Regions from separate parts of the Mus musculus genome. Here regions 2, 3 and 4 are each linked to region 1. The links are chromatin contacts, called in public capture Hi-C and promoter capture Hi-C maps. All regions are on one chromosome and are shown on one strand. Each heading gives the region's core, a stretch centred on a gene start, on an enhancer-like site or on the middle of the called end of the contact. The rest is flanking DNA. Distances are from core to core; before and after follow the strand shown.

What was found. Promoter capture Hi-C pulls out the DNA fragments that hold promoters and counts their contacts. Capture Hi-C pulls out chosen DNA fragments and counts their contacts.
Region 2: a capture Hi-C map of embryonic stem cells shows a contact between it and region 1, with 3 times the contacts expected there. The contact joins the promoter of Ly6m here to the promoter of Rhpn1 in region 1. A contact is called at or near these places in 2 of 39 promoter capture datasets (embryonic stem cells and hippocampal neurons), 1 of 115 datasets of contacts at active chromatin or transcription factors (microglia) and 1 of 9 other capture datasets (embryonic stem cells).
Region 3: a promoter capture Hi-C map of liver shows a contact between it and region 1, with 3 times the contacts expected there. The contact joins the enhancer-like site here to the promoter of Rhpn1 in region 1. A contact is called at or near these places in 3 of 39 promoter capture datasets (cranial neural crest, hippocampal neurons and liver) and 1 of 115 datasets of contacts at active chromatin or transcription factors (astrocytes).
Region 4: a promoter capture Hi-C map of embryonic stem cells shows a contact between it and region 1, with 2.8 times the contacts expected there. The contact joins the promoter of Lypd2 here to the promoter of Rhpn1 in region 1. A contact is called at or near these places in 2 of 39 promoter capture datasets (both in embryonic stem cells).

What each region holds. Positions count from the first base shown.
Region 1 is chr15:75,702,729-75,706,219 of GRCm38.p6, reverse strand. It overlaps Rhpn1 (rhophilin, Rho GTPase binding protein 1), which reads right to left and starts at 1,932. Exons shown (of 15, transcript NM_001163465.1): 1 at 1,746-1,932. The coding sequence starts at 1,826.
Region 2 is chr15:74,879,712-74,882,990 of GRCm38.p6, reverse strand. It overlaps Ly6m (lymphocyte antigen 6 complex, locus M), which reads left to right and starts at 1,287. Exons shown (of 3, transcript NM_025929.2): 1 at 1,287-1,377; 2 at 2,218-2,316; 3 at 2,959-3,279. The coding sequence starts at 1,326. The coding sequence ends at 3,143.
Region 3 is chr15:74,959,349-74,962,866 of GRCm38.p6, reverse strand. It overlaps Ly6e (lymphocyte antigen 6 complex, locus E), which reads right to left. Exons shown (of 4, transcript NM_001164036.2): 4 at 2,963-3,518. Among named protein-coding and RNA genes, the nearest start is that of Gm28068, 5.8 kb to the left of the region's middle. Within about 2 kb of position 1,911, at least 77 of the 459 cell types and tissues checked have an H3K27ac peak or open chromatin away from gene starts, as enhancers often do. A contact at or near this core is called in liver, where this site is marked.
Region 4 is chr15:74,732,971-74,736,541 of GRCm38.p6, reverse strand. Lypd2 (Ly6/Plaur domain containing 2) reads left to right here and starts at 2,229. Exons shown (of 3, transcript NM_026671.1): 1 at 2,229-2,312; 2 at 3,456-3,571. The coding sequence starts at 2,255. Gm33124 (a long non-coding RNA gene) reads right to left here and starts at 1,661. Exons shown (of 3, transcript XR_384182.2): 1 at 1,625-1,661.

The sequences.
Region 1 (3,491 bases), core at 683-3,182:
CTACAAGGTTCTAAGCTTATTTATGGCCGATAGCCTCAGTCCCTCCCCCACCTGCTAGGGAGCTGCAGCAGCTAGCCACTCTGAGGTTTCACCAGCCCCAGACCCTGGGCCTGTTCTTGCCCTTTTTAACCTTGGTTCACTTATGGAGGCCAAGCCAGCTTCCTAACCTGTTTTGGTGGAAAGGCAAGATAAGCTGGGCTGGATGGATTCTGGAAGCTGATAGCCCACACCCAGTTTTCCACACTGGGCTGAAGGAAGTGCTCAGCAGGGAGGGCACAGGTGCTAAGTAACCATCTCTCTCTATCCCGGTATGATCTCCCCACCCTCTGGAAACAAAGGCCGTCTAACCATGGCTGACCTCCATGGTGGCTACTCTTGTCTAACTCTGGGAGAACTTGCCATCAGTACAGACATCGCAGCAGCAGTGGCCAAACCAGAACAGGGCCTGGCCACGACCAGGGAGGAAAGGCATGGGGGTCAGAGAAACAAAACCTCCCACTCAAAGACCCAGTGACCTGTACTGGGCTGGTCCTCAAGGATTAGCAAAAGGTGGGGGGCGGGGGGACACAGTTATCCCCACACAGGCCTGGGAATAGAAAGAAGGAACAGAGCAATCCTAAGCCTTCCCAGGCTTCTCTTACTGAGTCAGCTCAGGGTGGGGGAGTCCCACACTATCCACAGGGAGGCTGACCAATGCAACATGCACTTCCTCCACAGGGCACCTGAAAGGCATGGCCACCCTAGGAAGAAGAGTTCCTGGAGAACATGTTGCAGGCTGACTCCGTCTCCCTCCCTCCCTCCTTCCCTCTCTCCAATCTAACCCCTCCCCAGTTTGAGCTAGTCACTGTGGTATCAGGCATGCCTGGTTAGGATGGAGCCCTTGAGGGTTCTGTCCAAGTCCCAGTGCCTTCCTCTCTTCCTCTTCCTCTCCCTCTCCTCCCTCTCCTCCAGGAGACCTGATACACACACACACACACACACACACTGGATAGAATCAGCCAGCAACAAAGTACAATCTGACACCAGGAAGGAAGGTGGGCAAAGAGCCATGGGAACACCCGGGAGTGTTGTGACAGCAGCTTCTGCTTAGCAGCCCCTGGGGATGGGCAGGAGTACCCCAGAGCCTACACACATACTAAGAAACCCAAACACTCACTGACCCCTAGGAAATACCCAGACCGGAGAAGCAGAGAAGGTTAACATAATATCCCTTAGGCAAAGAGCAAACTAGTTTCCACTTCACCCCTGTGTTCCTGGAAGCCCAGGCACCCTCATCTCCAGACTCAGGAGCTTTGGAGGGGATGTATGTTGGGGAAAAGTAGTCAGGCTTCCCCGTGAAGTTCCGAAGGTTTTTGCTGTCTGCTGTCACAATCTAACCACTAATGGACACTGACTCCTACAGCGGGGCACGCAGAAGACACTGTTAGAGAAGGAGGCTTTCTAGACGTCAGAAAAAAACACGTGCTTGCTTGTGGAGGTGAGGGAGTGGGGGTTGTCACCCATCAGAACCAACTTCTTGGTTCTGAGACCCAAGGGGTTCTCTAGCTTCAGGGGAACCATCTAGACCGTGACTGCTCCAGTGTTACTCCCATCGGGCTGGAACACCGGCTCTGGTCTCTCCTTGGGACCTCAGTATCCCCACCTGGCATTCAGGGGAGCGGGTCCCAGGAAGGAAAGGCCGGGAAGGCCGCACTGCACAGCGCGGGGCAGGAGGCTGAAGACCCATATCCCTGCTCAGCCCCCACCTTGCGGATGCTGCCGTCGTCCTGCGGCCGAGAGCTTTCCTCGCCAGTGCCCTGGCCATCTGGCCTCTCCTCAAGGATCATCGCTGCTCGCTCGGACGCTGACTCCGAGAGGCTGCGAGCAGCAGGCCCCTCGCGCTCCAGGGAGGATCAGCCGCGCTGCTCCGACTGTCCCCCTCCTGGAGGGTCCGACTGACCGGTGCGGCAGAGCGCGGGCCCCGCCTGCAAAACTTGATGTTGTCCAATCAGAGGTGAGGGCTACTCCGATGGATAGAAACTACTACCAACCAGAGTGAGAGAAAGGCGGGCTCCAGGTAAGGGATCTGGTAACTCTTAGCAACCAGGGCCGCTCGCCGATCAGGGTACGCATGCGCAACGCTAGGTGTTAGGCGTGCGGAGAAAGTTAGGAAAAGACAAGCAGAACTGGGGGCGGCGACCAAGAGCCGCTGCAGCCTCTGCAGGGACTTCAAGGCTTTATCTCGTCACCCCGGCAACGGGACCCTCCAGGATTGCTCCAAAAATGTTTACAATGGGGTTTTTTAAACGGTTTGTTAGAGACAAGTGCTTGTGCTGATTCTAAAACAATGCCTGCTTTCTTCCCGGCACTAAGAGGCAAAGCGCCGCTGCGGTCCCCTTGCTTCCAGAACCGCCCCCAGAAACCTCGCCTCCGGGACCTGGTTATGCATTTTGTTTCCAGAGCCTACATTCTCCTTGACCTCCTTGTGCTTCCAGAACCGGATCGCCTTCCAGAACCCGAATTGGTTTTAAGAATTGGACTTTTTCCAGAACTCGAGCTCCTTGCAGGGCTTACTCCGAAGCACTTCTCAAATTCATGTGGGCTGGCTCACACTAGATGAGCTGAGAACACAGCCTAGAAATGAGTGGCTAGCCCTTTGTCAAGCTGCTCCAAAGGTCAGCCTCCTCCACGCTGCCCGCCACCCTGGTCACTGCTTGCCCTGACTGAGTCAGCGACTCAGTCTCTACGCCCCATCCCCCTCACACACACCTGGCTCTGTCATCCCCAGATCTAAATTTGCTCGGCTAAGCTCTTGGATGTCCCTGGACAGTGGGCCCCCGCCAGAAATGCTTCTCTCATCTGCCCCGCTAGCCTCTCCAAACTTCCTGGCATTTTTGATCCCAGGGCAGCATTGTCCCCTCCCCTCCCCTCCCCTCCCCTCCCCTCCCCTCCCCTCCCCTCCCCTCCCCTCCCCTCCCCTCCCCTCCCCTCCCCTCCCCTCCCCTCCTTTCTTTCCTTTTCTTTCCTCTAGTATCTTCCTGTGGAGTGTCACCTAATTTCACTTCTTCCTCCACTGACATCCTCATGAGCAGCCTCCTCCATCTCCGGGCTCTTATGCTGCCTAGGTGTGGTCATCACCTTAGAACTAAACAGAGACCACATGTGCTGTCACCTAGCACAGCTGTCACCCTCCTGCATAGGCACCCCTGAATTCAGACTTCTGTGTCTTCAGAATCCTGTGTGCTTAGACTGACATCCACCCAGCAAAGCATGCCTGACTAAAGCAACTGTTTCTCTTAAAGATTTATTTTAATGTGTGTGTGTGTGTGTGTTTCTGCAGATGAGCACTGTGCCTGCAGAGTCCAGAAAAGGGTACTTGAACCCCAGGAACAAGAGACTACAGGTAGTTGTGAACTATTGAATGTAGGAGCTGGAAACCTAACTTTGGCCTTGCGTTAGACTGGTCCACATCCTTAACCACTGGACCACCTCTCCAGCCCTCCCAATCTGCT
Region 2 (3,279 bases), core at 38-2,537, 820 kb after region 1:
AGGTCACACAGCTTTCAACTGCAGACTGTTTTGTCTGGGAATTGCTAAGGGGTCTGCCACTTCCCTGTGTGCTTGAATGCTGCCCCAGTGCAGAAGGTTGCTGTGCCTGTTGATGGTGGAGGTATGGGTGGGATGTGACCCTGACACTGGTGTTTCCTGAGTCCTGACCAATGTGTCTGCCTATGACAGTCTAGGATGGGTATGGTTACTAGCCTGTCTAAATATTGCTTGGTCCTCAGGAGAGTGATAGCTGTCACTGTGCATAGCGGAGCCAGACAGGAGCATGTGGCACAGAAGGGTGCTTTCTTTATCTTGGAGCCTCAAGTCTGCCATGGAAAAAATTGTTAGTAACAGGCAGACACAGCATCCAGGGGGTGAGAAGCCCTAAACTTCATTGTGACCTGGCTGTTTCCCCTTTCTTTGTTATAATATGGAGACACAATGGATACCTAGAATGCTTTAAGTTGGGAAGAAAGACCAATTTCTACACTTGGGATGCTTAAATATCTTTACAGAGCTGAGTCCTGTTCAATCAATGGTCAGCCAGTGGTCACTGACCCCCTTCCGACCCCTTGTCTCCCACAATCCCAGTATGCTGCTTTTAACTCCCCAACTAACTGATGTCCAGTATCCCCAATTTATTGGACCCCAATATCTTCATCTCACCAAAGCTCAGCATCCCAGCCTGATGACCCCCAGCATCCCCAGCCCACCAACGCCAAGCATCCCCAACCCATGATTCTCCATGGTGTCTCCTTTCTTTTCTGTTTATTGAATGAATATCATTATTGATTCCTTTTCTATCTCCTCACAGGCCATGGAGAGTAACCTCACTGGGCTTGTTGGAGGAGCTGAGGGACCCAAAGAGGCCTTGGGGACATGAGGGGGAAATGGCATCTATACACCAAGGAGTGGAGCTTTGAGAGGATGCCCCCTTATGGGCTCTCTGATCTGGGATTCTTTTGCTGGTGTGTTTCAACCGTGCCTGGTACTTTTTTTTAAAAAGATGGGCAAAGAGCAGACAATGGTTCCTCAGTGAAGGCCTGGTTAGAGTCAGCGCTGTGCAGCTGACTGGAGTCAGGGTTGGGGGCTTTGTAGGGAGCAGGGGAAAGGGAGGATGGGTACGGGAGAGGGTTTGGAGCGCTGGATAAAGAATTCTTGGAGGTATTTACCTCCCAACCACACACCCAGAGATGACACATGTAGGTAGTCAGGAGTGAGAGACGGACCAAGGCCCCACCCACAGAGCAAGAGGGATATAAAGACAGGCTGGTCCAGTGCTAGCTGGACAGAGACACGAGCTCTGCTTGCTCTCATTGCCCAAGATGAGGACTCACCTGCTTTGGTTGTTGCCCCTGATTCTGCTGGGATCCTCTGGTAAGCAAGGAAGTGGGAACCCCTGTCTAGCATCCTGTCCTTGGTTGGCATCCTGAGGTGTGGGGTGACCTGGCTGGATCTGCACCCCCCTCCCCCAGATGATGCGGTCCTGCTGTCCAGAGGAGGTGTTGGCATAGGGCACCGGACTTGCTGGAGGCCCCACAGTCTAGACACAGAGTCATTTCATGGGTACCTCCACTCACCTTAAAATTCTTATAGTATATTAACATTCTCTTTCCTCCTCCCCTCCCCATCCCTCTCCCCCCCCCCCGTCCCTCTCCCCTCCCCTTCCATCCCCATCCCTCTCCCCTCCATCTCCATCCCTCTCCCCTTCTCCTCCCTCTTCCCTTTTGTGTGTGTGTGTGTATACATGTGATCATGTCAAAGTGTGCATGTGGAAGTCAGAAGGCAGCCTGTTGGAACCAATTCTCTTCCACTGTGGATTTTGGAGATTTGAACTCAGGTCTTCAAGCTTGGCAACAAGTGCCTCTATTCACTGGTCCCCCTACTCACCTTTTCCATTAAGCCTAGCCGTCCTGCTAGACTTGCTGTCTCTTTTGCAAAGTCTTGTGGAATTAGCATCATTTGCCTGGTGACATTCTGTGACATATGGCCAGCAGCATGGACTGCTGTTTGCTCAGAGTCTTGGTTTTCTGTCCCAGAGTCAGGGCCCTATGTGCTGGCACCTCAGTCTGGTTGCTGGGAGGGAGGCTGTCCATGTGGGTGGCTGGAGAACAGGATGGGCTACTTGGTGGTCAGTGTTTCCTCAGAGCTGGGTCCTGTGCTGTCTGGTGTGGTTATCGAGTGCCTCTGTCTCTGACCCCAGCTGTGTCTCTCCAGCCCAGGCGTTGAAGTGTCATGAATGCAGTGGTATAGAGGACTGCTACAAGCCTAAGACTTGCTCCAGCCAGAGCCTCTACTGCTTGACCAACTGGTATAGTGAGTATCTTGGTCCTAAGTAGGTGGGTCAGGGGACAGAACCTGAATCTGATACCTGGGGATACCAGCTAAGGCAAAGCTTGCTAGTAGAGTTGGGGAAGCCGGGCAGATATGGCCCTGAGAGGTTCCTGCAACTGTTCAGGAAAATGTTTTGAGTATCCCAGTCCTCCCTGCAAAATGAAACCCAACACTGCTGGCTTAGAAAGAGTGGAAAACCCATTTCCAAATGGGCTACTGTGTGCAGAACAGGCACATATAGCATGCAATTCTAACTGTTGCCAAGAGCGCTAGCTACTCAAAAAGGAAAGGAGGAGGTAGGGGAGTGGGTAACCCTAGTCATATTCCTGAGCCCTGATCCCGGGTCCCACGTTGAGTCAATTCTCATCATACTCTGAACCTTGATCCTGGTCACACTCTGAGCCTGGATCTTCATGACTCTGAGCCCTGACCCTGGTTACATACTAAGCCTTAATCCTGGCCACATCCTGAGCCCTGAACCTGGTTACCTCCTGAGTTTAACCCTACTGACATCTGGCTGTCTGACCCTTTGAACTGGAGGCTGCAGGTGACCTGGGTTTGCTGACGGGGCCAGGAGTGGGTTTTACAGGACTCAGTAAATGACCCTCTTCCCTCTGTTTCCAGCACCGCCAGGTCAGCAAACGACTGTGACAAAAACATGTGCATATACCTGCCCTGACATTAATCATGTCACAGCCAACTCCAAGTCCTCCTGCTGCAACACGGACCTCTGCAATAGTGCCAGGAACCTCCACGTCAGTTGGGGATTGCTGGCCCTCGGCCTCTGCTATATCTATCTCAGCCAGTAGGTGCCGAGCTCCCACAGGGGCTCACAAGCTGCAGAGTTAAGAGTTGGAGTTTGGTGCCATCATGCAACCGGAATGTGTAGCCATGGGTGGGGCACTTCTTGAACTCCAATCAGAAGGATTCCAAGAGGCAACCTCA
Region 3 (3,518 bases), core at 662-3,161, 740 kb after region 1:
GGGCAAGGGGAGGAAGGAGTTAAAGAAAAGTGGGTCAGGGTGTGGGCTGGATAGTCTTACGTCAACGTGACACATGCTAAGTCATCCATGAAGAGGAAACCTCAATTAAGAAAATGCCTTCCTACGTTCACGCTGTAGGCAAGCCCCGAAGAGCATTTTCTTGCTGATTGACGGGGGAAGGCCCAGGCCATTGCAGGTGGGGCCATCCCTGGGCAGGCAGTCGGTCGTGGGTCCTTTAAGAAAGCAGATTGAGCCGGGCAGTGATGGTGCACACCTTTAATCCCAGCACTTGGGAGGCAGAGGCAGGCAGATTTCTGAGTTCGAGGCCAGCCTGGTCTACAGAGTGAGTTCCAGGACAGCCAGGGCTATACAGAGAAACCCTGTCTCAAAAAAAAAAGGACGAGGAGGAGGAGGAGGAGGAGGAGGAGGAGGAGGAGGAGGAGGAAGAAAGCAAGCAGGCTGAACAAGCCATGAGGGGCAAGCCAGTAAGCAGCACTCCTCCATGGCCTCTGCATCAGCTCCTGCCTCCAGGTTCCTGCCTCGCCTGACTTCCTTCAGTGATGCACTATGATGTGGAAGTATAAGTCAAATAAGCCCTCTCTTCCCCATATTGCTTTTGGTGATGGTGTTTCATCACAGCAACGGTAACCCTAACTAACAATGCATAGAATGTTTGGTACTGGAAGTGTAAATTTAATGCTGAGCTTCACGGCTTCCATTTCAAATGCCAGTTCTAACTGCATGTAAGTTCATTACGTCGTCTAGGCTTTGGGTCTGGTTAATGTTTGATGTATCGTGGTTTTGTTTGAAAGCTTTAAAAAAAAAGATTTTAATTTTATGTGTCTAAGTGGTTTGCCTGTCTGTCTGTCTGTCTACCTGTCTGTCTGTCTGTGTATCACATGCATGCAGTGCCCCTAGAGGATAGAAGAGGATGGGTATCCCTGTAAACTGGCATTACAGACAGTTGTGAGCCACCATGTGGGTGCAGGACATGGAACCTGGGTCCTCTGGGAGAGCAGCCAGTGCTCTTAACTGCTGAGCCATCTTTCCAGCCCCTGATCTGCACGCTTTTTTAAATAATAAAGTTTATTAAAATAAAAAAATAAGATTCAATTTTTTAAAGTAGTAAACAAACAAACAAACAAACAAACAAACAAAACACCTCTTGCATTAGTGCACTCTAGACTCCTATGTCTCAGAACAAAAGATTGGAACCAGATGGTTAGAATTAAAGATAGAGTTTAGACAAGCAACAGACTCCCAGGAATGAGAGTGGGCTACTGAGCTGGGGACAGAGCCCCCAAAGCATCCACCATGAAGTATAGACCCCTTTACGAGACCTTTACATCGCCCCTGCCTTTTATACTTTGGTACAGAGTAGGCTTTTCCTGCATATGCTCTGTTTATTAGAGGGAGCCCTAGTAGGGAAATTTCTCTCATCTTTTGCTTTGATCTTGCCTGAGGATACTTAGTTGGTTGGATGATGCTCAGGTGGAGAGGCGTCCACCTGAGGTTGCAGTCCTCAATCTCTAGTCTGTCACTGGAGCCCTTGGGACAGAAGGGAGGTAGCTAAGCACTTGCTGGTTGGGGCAGGCTAGCAGGATCAGACTGGGGAAGCCCTGGTCACTGGTCACTGATCACTAACTAGCAGCAATAATAGGAAAGCTGGCCAGGGTCTGGAGGTAGAATGGGCCCAGAACAAATCAGAGACATATTGGATCATGTGGGATCAGATCTAGCATTCGAATCTGGTATGAGTGAGGCTGGTGGCTCCAAACCTGGACAGCCTTCTTAGAGGTGCAGTGTGCACCCTTCCCTCCCCATTCACCCTTCCTCCCTCTTTCCACACCCTTCCTACCTCCAAGCTTCATGAAATTGAAACTTAACTCTGGGATACTTTCGATTCTGCTTTCGGGAAGTGAAACTTGGCCCCTGGCCCCTCCCTCCCCTGCTTCCAGTTCTCCCTCCTCTTTCCAATCCTCACCCTCCCTTCTCCTCAGGTCATTCCTGGAACTCAAGCCCCTTCTGCCCATTCTTCTCCTGAGAGGAATCAGAGCAGACCACTCACTGTCCCAGTTTTTAGCCTTGAAACCATCACGCCCTCCAGACTAGAGCAGAGGATCCCAGATCACGTGTGGCCTCAACTCTTGAGCCTTGTGACACCACTCCATCACAATATGGAAGCTAAATCAAGATAGGGAGAAAACCAGAGCTTGTTACGTGTCCCTGTCACTGCCTGGTGCCCTTCTGGTTCCCATGTCCCGGGAGTCTAACCCAGGTGTCTTCCCTCATACTGCTTTTGGTGGTTAGATCTGCTGGGACCACAGACAAGCCAGTCTCTAGAAACCTTACTCAGATCTGTCCTGAACACCACAGTGGATACTGTCTACACTGAGGCAGCCCAAGCTCCTTGCAGAAGATTTGGCTCCCACCTTTCTCCATTTGGCCTTTCAATATTCTAGGAACAAAGCATACTTTCTGAGTCTCAGGTGCTGTCCCGGTGACATTTCCCCAAAGTTTGTCCTTTTCAGGTAGCTGAGCTACCTGGTATGAGGCTAATTCCTTCTTGTACCCTCAGGCTATACGTCATGGGAACCCTGGTCTTGAGAATCATGGCACAAAGCCAATGCCTACATAGATTTTAGAAATTCACCCTGAGCCCCTGTGTTGTCCCTGTGTCTGACCCCCACTGGGCAGTATTCCTCAGACACGGATATCACCACAGCCAGGATCTGTGTGGATCTTATCCCATTATGGTATCACCCAACAGCCCAGAAGCTTAGGAACAGCTGAGAAATAGCTTCCTTAGGCACCCAGACTCAGGAGCTTCTCCATCAGTGTCCATAATACTCACAGCACTGAACCCCAGGAAGCCAGGTGTAGTAGCATCTGCCTGTAATGCCAGTACCTAACGTTCAAGTGAGATCCTGCCTCAGAAACAAAAAAGTCTAAGGGCCAGGTGTGGTGGTGCATGCCTTTAATTCCAGCACTCAAAGAGGATTGCTCTGGGTTTGGGGCAGCTAGTCTTAACATAGCGAGACCGTCTTAAAATACCAGAAAGCAAAGCAAAGCCAGTTATAGGGTGGACAAGTATCACTTGCCTGGGCCAGACTCCCATGGCTTAGACTACAGGGTAGTTTATGAAGGACAAGTGGCAACAGCAGGCCTCTGAAGTCTCTGGGGCAGACAAAGCTTGGGAATGTGTGACCAGCCTGATGGGCCTGCCTTTATGGGTAGCTGTACTTCTCAGCTTTCAGCCTGAGACAGCACACTTTCAAGTTCTCTCTGCCTTTGCTCTCTCTCTTTTCTCTCAGGCCTGTCTCACTAAATGGGCCTAGATTCCTGGGATTTGCTATGCACCAGGCTGGCCTCCCAGAGACCTCTGCTTCTGCTATGATGGCATCATAGGAATGTATCACTGTATCGGGGTTGGTCTTTCAGAATCGCTTAAGCAGGGCTGTGGGCCTGCAGGATCCCCAGGTCCCTTTGGACCGGAGGGGGAAGACGGGTTAAGGACA
Region 4 (3,571 bases), core at 980-3,479, 970 kb after region 1:
ACTCCTGATTCTAATCACCGTGCTTTCTTCCTGGTTATACTCTGAGACCTGATCTTGTTCACACTTCGGGCCCTGACCATGGTCACACACTGAGACCTGATCCTGGTCATAGTCTGAGGTTTGGTTCCAATCATATTCTGAGCCCTGATCCTGGTAACACTCTAAGCTCCGACTCCCTTATACTCTGAGTCTTGATCAGGTTACACTCTGAGCCTTGACCCTAGTCACACACTAAGCTTTGATCCAATGGTTTCTGGAATTGGGAAGGGAAGGACGTGGACCTCTCAGAGCAGAGGCCTCCCAGACGGAGCCAGCCCAGACCCTGGCTAGGCTACATTCCTCCCTGCCCCAAGACGGGAACTTCCCAGGTACCACTTGGGTGGGTGTTAATTCTAGGAGTGATACTTAGGGGGTCGGGTATATTCCAGGGGGTGAGGCAGAGTTGGAGGCCCTGGGCCCAAGGACAGAAAGGAGCTGAGCTGAGTTGGGTGCGGTGGAGAAATCGGGTTTGACCAAAGGACACACATGGGTGTGAATTGGGGCTGTCTAATCCAGTTAACCTCAGCCCATCCGTCCCCACAGCTGTGTGGTCACAGCCATTCGTGGTGAATGATTTGCAAAATCAGACAGGCTTGGGATGCCACCCGGCTTGCTAGGTGACCTTGTCTTAGTCAATTAACTTCTCAGAACCTAGTTTCTTTATCCACTCTAAAATTAATTAGTGCTCTGTCCCTCCAGAACTGTCACAAGGAAAAATACAGTTGGCAGGCTGAGCGTCTGACTCATGCCAGGCTAGGAAAGCCCTGGGAAGTACAGAGGTTGGTCCAGAGCCTAGGCAAATGAGGACCTTCCCATGCAGGGTGAAGCCAGACCCCAGTGGAGCTCCTGAGGGCAGTGGCAAGAGTGGACATACCTTGCTGGGGGCATAACAAGAACAAAGCCAGAGTAGGAGTAAGGTTGGGATGCTGGACAAAGAGACACCTGGGAAGCCCAGCAACAGTGTGGTCTTTACCACTAGCAGAGTCAGGCAGGTAGATATGCTCCCCACCCCTACATGTCTCAGCTGGGACAAGCTACTCTAGGAAGATACCTGTGGGAAATCAGGACGAGCCAGGTGCTGCCAGGTCATGGGGATCCCTGTCATAGCATTCTGTCTAGGGCAAGGACACTACACTCTACACATACACACACACACACACACACACACACACACACACACACACACACACACACACACACACAGAGAGAGAGAGAGACAGACAGACAGACAGACAGACAGACAGACAGGCAGACCTGATGCTATGGTGACCCCCACCCTTAAAATTATGTTTGTTGCTACTTCATAACTGTAATTTTGCTACTGTTATGAATCATAATGTAATTTTTTTTTAAAGATAGAGGATTGACAAAGGGATCAAGACCCACGGGTTTCGAATTGCTGTCCCTACCTCTTGACCTTCAGTGGAGAGAGGAAGGAGGAGGTGGAGGGGCCCAGGAAAGTCCTGCCTAAGATCAGCCTATGAGCCATTGGAGATCAAGGTGTGCAGACAAGCCGAGAGTGGATGGCCCTCCAGGAAACATGAAACAGTGTCCCCCAAAGCAACCCTGGGCCTCCCCAGCTCACCCATCCTCCAAAACACCTTCCTGTTGATCAAGCAAGTTCTGTCTTTGTTCCTTAGGCCTTTGAGTAAACTCTGGGCTGGTTGTCAGTGGCAATTTGGCACACCCCACCTTCCCCCTGACCACTTCAGAGGAGCTGGGAGGTGCAAGATCATCTTGGAAAGATTCCATCCAAGAGCTGCTGGGCCAAAGCTCTGGAGAAGGCCACAAGGTAAAAGCTCTTTACCACAGCTGGAAAAGTGCAGGAGAGCCCAGCTCCCATTGTCCCATTCTGTGCAGCCTGAAGACCCCTGACCTGTCCTGGAAGAAGGAATCTGGAAGATTTTCTTGGCTAGGAGTTGTAGGGTGGTGTGGAAGGGTCCCCAGTGGGAAAAGAAAGACGACCCATAACCTATGGGGAGGAGAGGGGCCTGGGAAGGGTGGAACAGCAGCTTTGAGGGGTGGAGCTCGAACAGTCTGAGAGGGCTGGGTAGGGTCCGAGGGAGCCCCAGGGAGCCCTGGGGAATGGGGTGTGGGTGAGGAAGCAGGGCAGGCCCTCCAGAAATCTGATCCTCCTCTAATCTGCTTAGCCAACCGGTCAGACCACCGCTGTAGGCATTTCCCCACCAGGCAGGCCTGAGTGAGGACCTCGACCATGCAGGGGACCTGGATGGTGCTGTTGGCACTGATATTGGGCACCTTCGGGGAGCTTGGTGAGCATGGGGGAGCACGGGAGCGGGCCCCAGGACTATTCTCAGAGAGAGTTTCTCATGGGGGAGTTTCAGAGAAGGAGAACGCTGAGCCGGGACCGGCCAGGCGGGCAGAAGCCGGCACCAAAGCCCTAGGTGCCAGCGGAGAGCCTCAGGATACTGGTGTGTTTGCTAGTGCAAGCCTTTCAGCAGGAGAAGAGGGGAGATCTCGGATGCTGGGGCAGATGGCCTGGGACTCTGGATATGATGGACATGTAATTGGGGAAAGGACATCCAGAAATATCCAGAGACAGGGTGAGACAAACAAGTGGCGACATGATGTTGACTGTCAGCCCGTTATGTGCTCAGTGATGAGGGCTCAAGCCAGGCTGTTCCATACAGTTCTTGGAGAGGTTGACTGAACCAGAGGCAGAGGCCCTACCAGGTCACTGTCTGTGTGGGGTTGGGGGAGGGATGACTTCCCTGTGTGTCTGAATTGATTGGAGACAAGCTAGGCTTCCTGGGGCTTCTGGGATTGGGTCTGGAATGCTAGCAAGACTGTACAGTGCCTTCCAGCCAGGCTCTACACCCGCAGCCCTCCCCTCAGGGAAGACACCTTTGCCAAGCTGGTACCTGTGAACTCCTCTGTGCAGCTCCCACCCAGTGTTCCAAGGACCTGCTTGTCTGACCCCCATGACAGGCAGCACTTCAGCAGAAGGGCATTTGGTGATGAGGAAGTGCAAGGGCGTCTGCCTTAACAATGTCTGCTCACACCGATCTGCGGTTGTGGTGTGCGCGTGAATGTACGTGTGTGTGCGCGCGCGTGCGCGTGTGCGTGTGCGCGTGTGCGTGCGTGTGCGTGTGCGCGTGTGCGTGTGCGTGTGCGTGTGTGTGTGTGTGTGTGTGTGTTTTGATGATTATTCCAAATCAGCTGTCCCCATCCTGGTCCCAGGCTGAGCCCACTATTCCAGGGGCACATTCTGTAAGACCCTGATTCAATGGTCATGTTGTCTCCCCTGAGCTTGGTTAGTGGGCATCTGGTCCCTGGTTAGTGTCCTTGTCTTCTGAGACTAAGCCTCCATGGCAGAGCAGGACATTGGGTGAAGACATTTTGGGCTTTTGAGACAGGAAGGCCTGTTCACTGCCCTCTCATCCCTCCTCTCCTAGCTATGGCCTTACAGTGCTACACCTGTGCGAATCCTGTGAGTGCATCCAACTGTGTCACCACCACCCACTGCCACATCAATGAAACCATGTGCAAGACTACGCTCTACTCCCTGGAG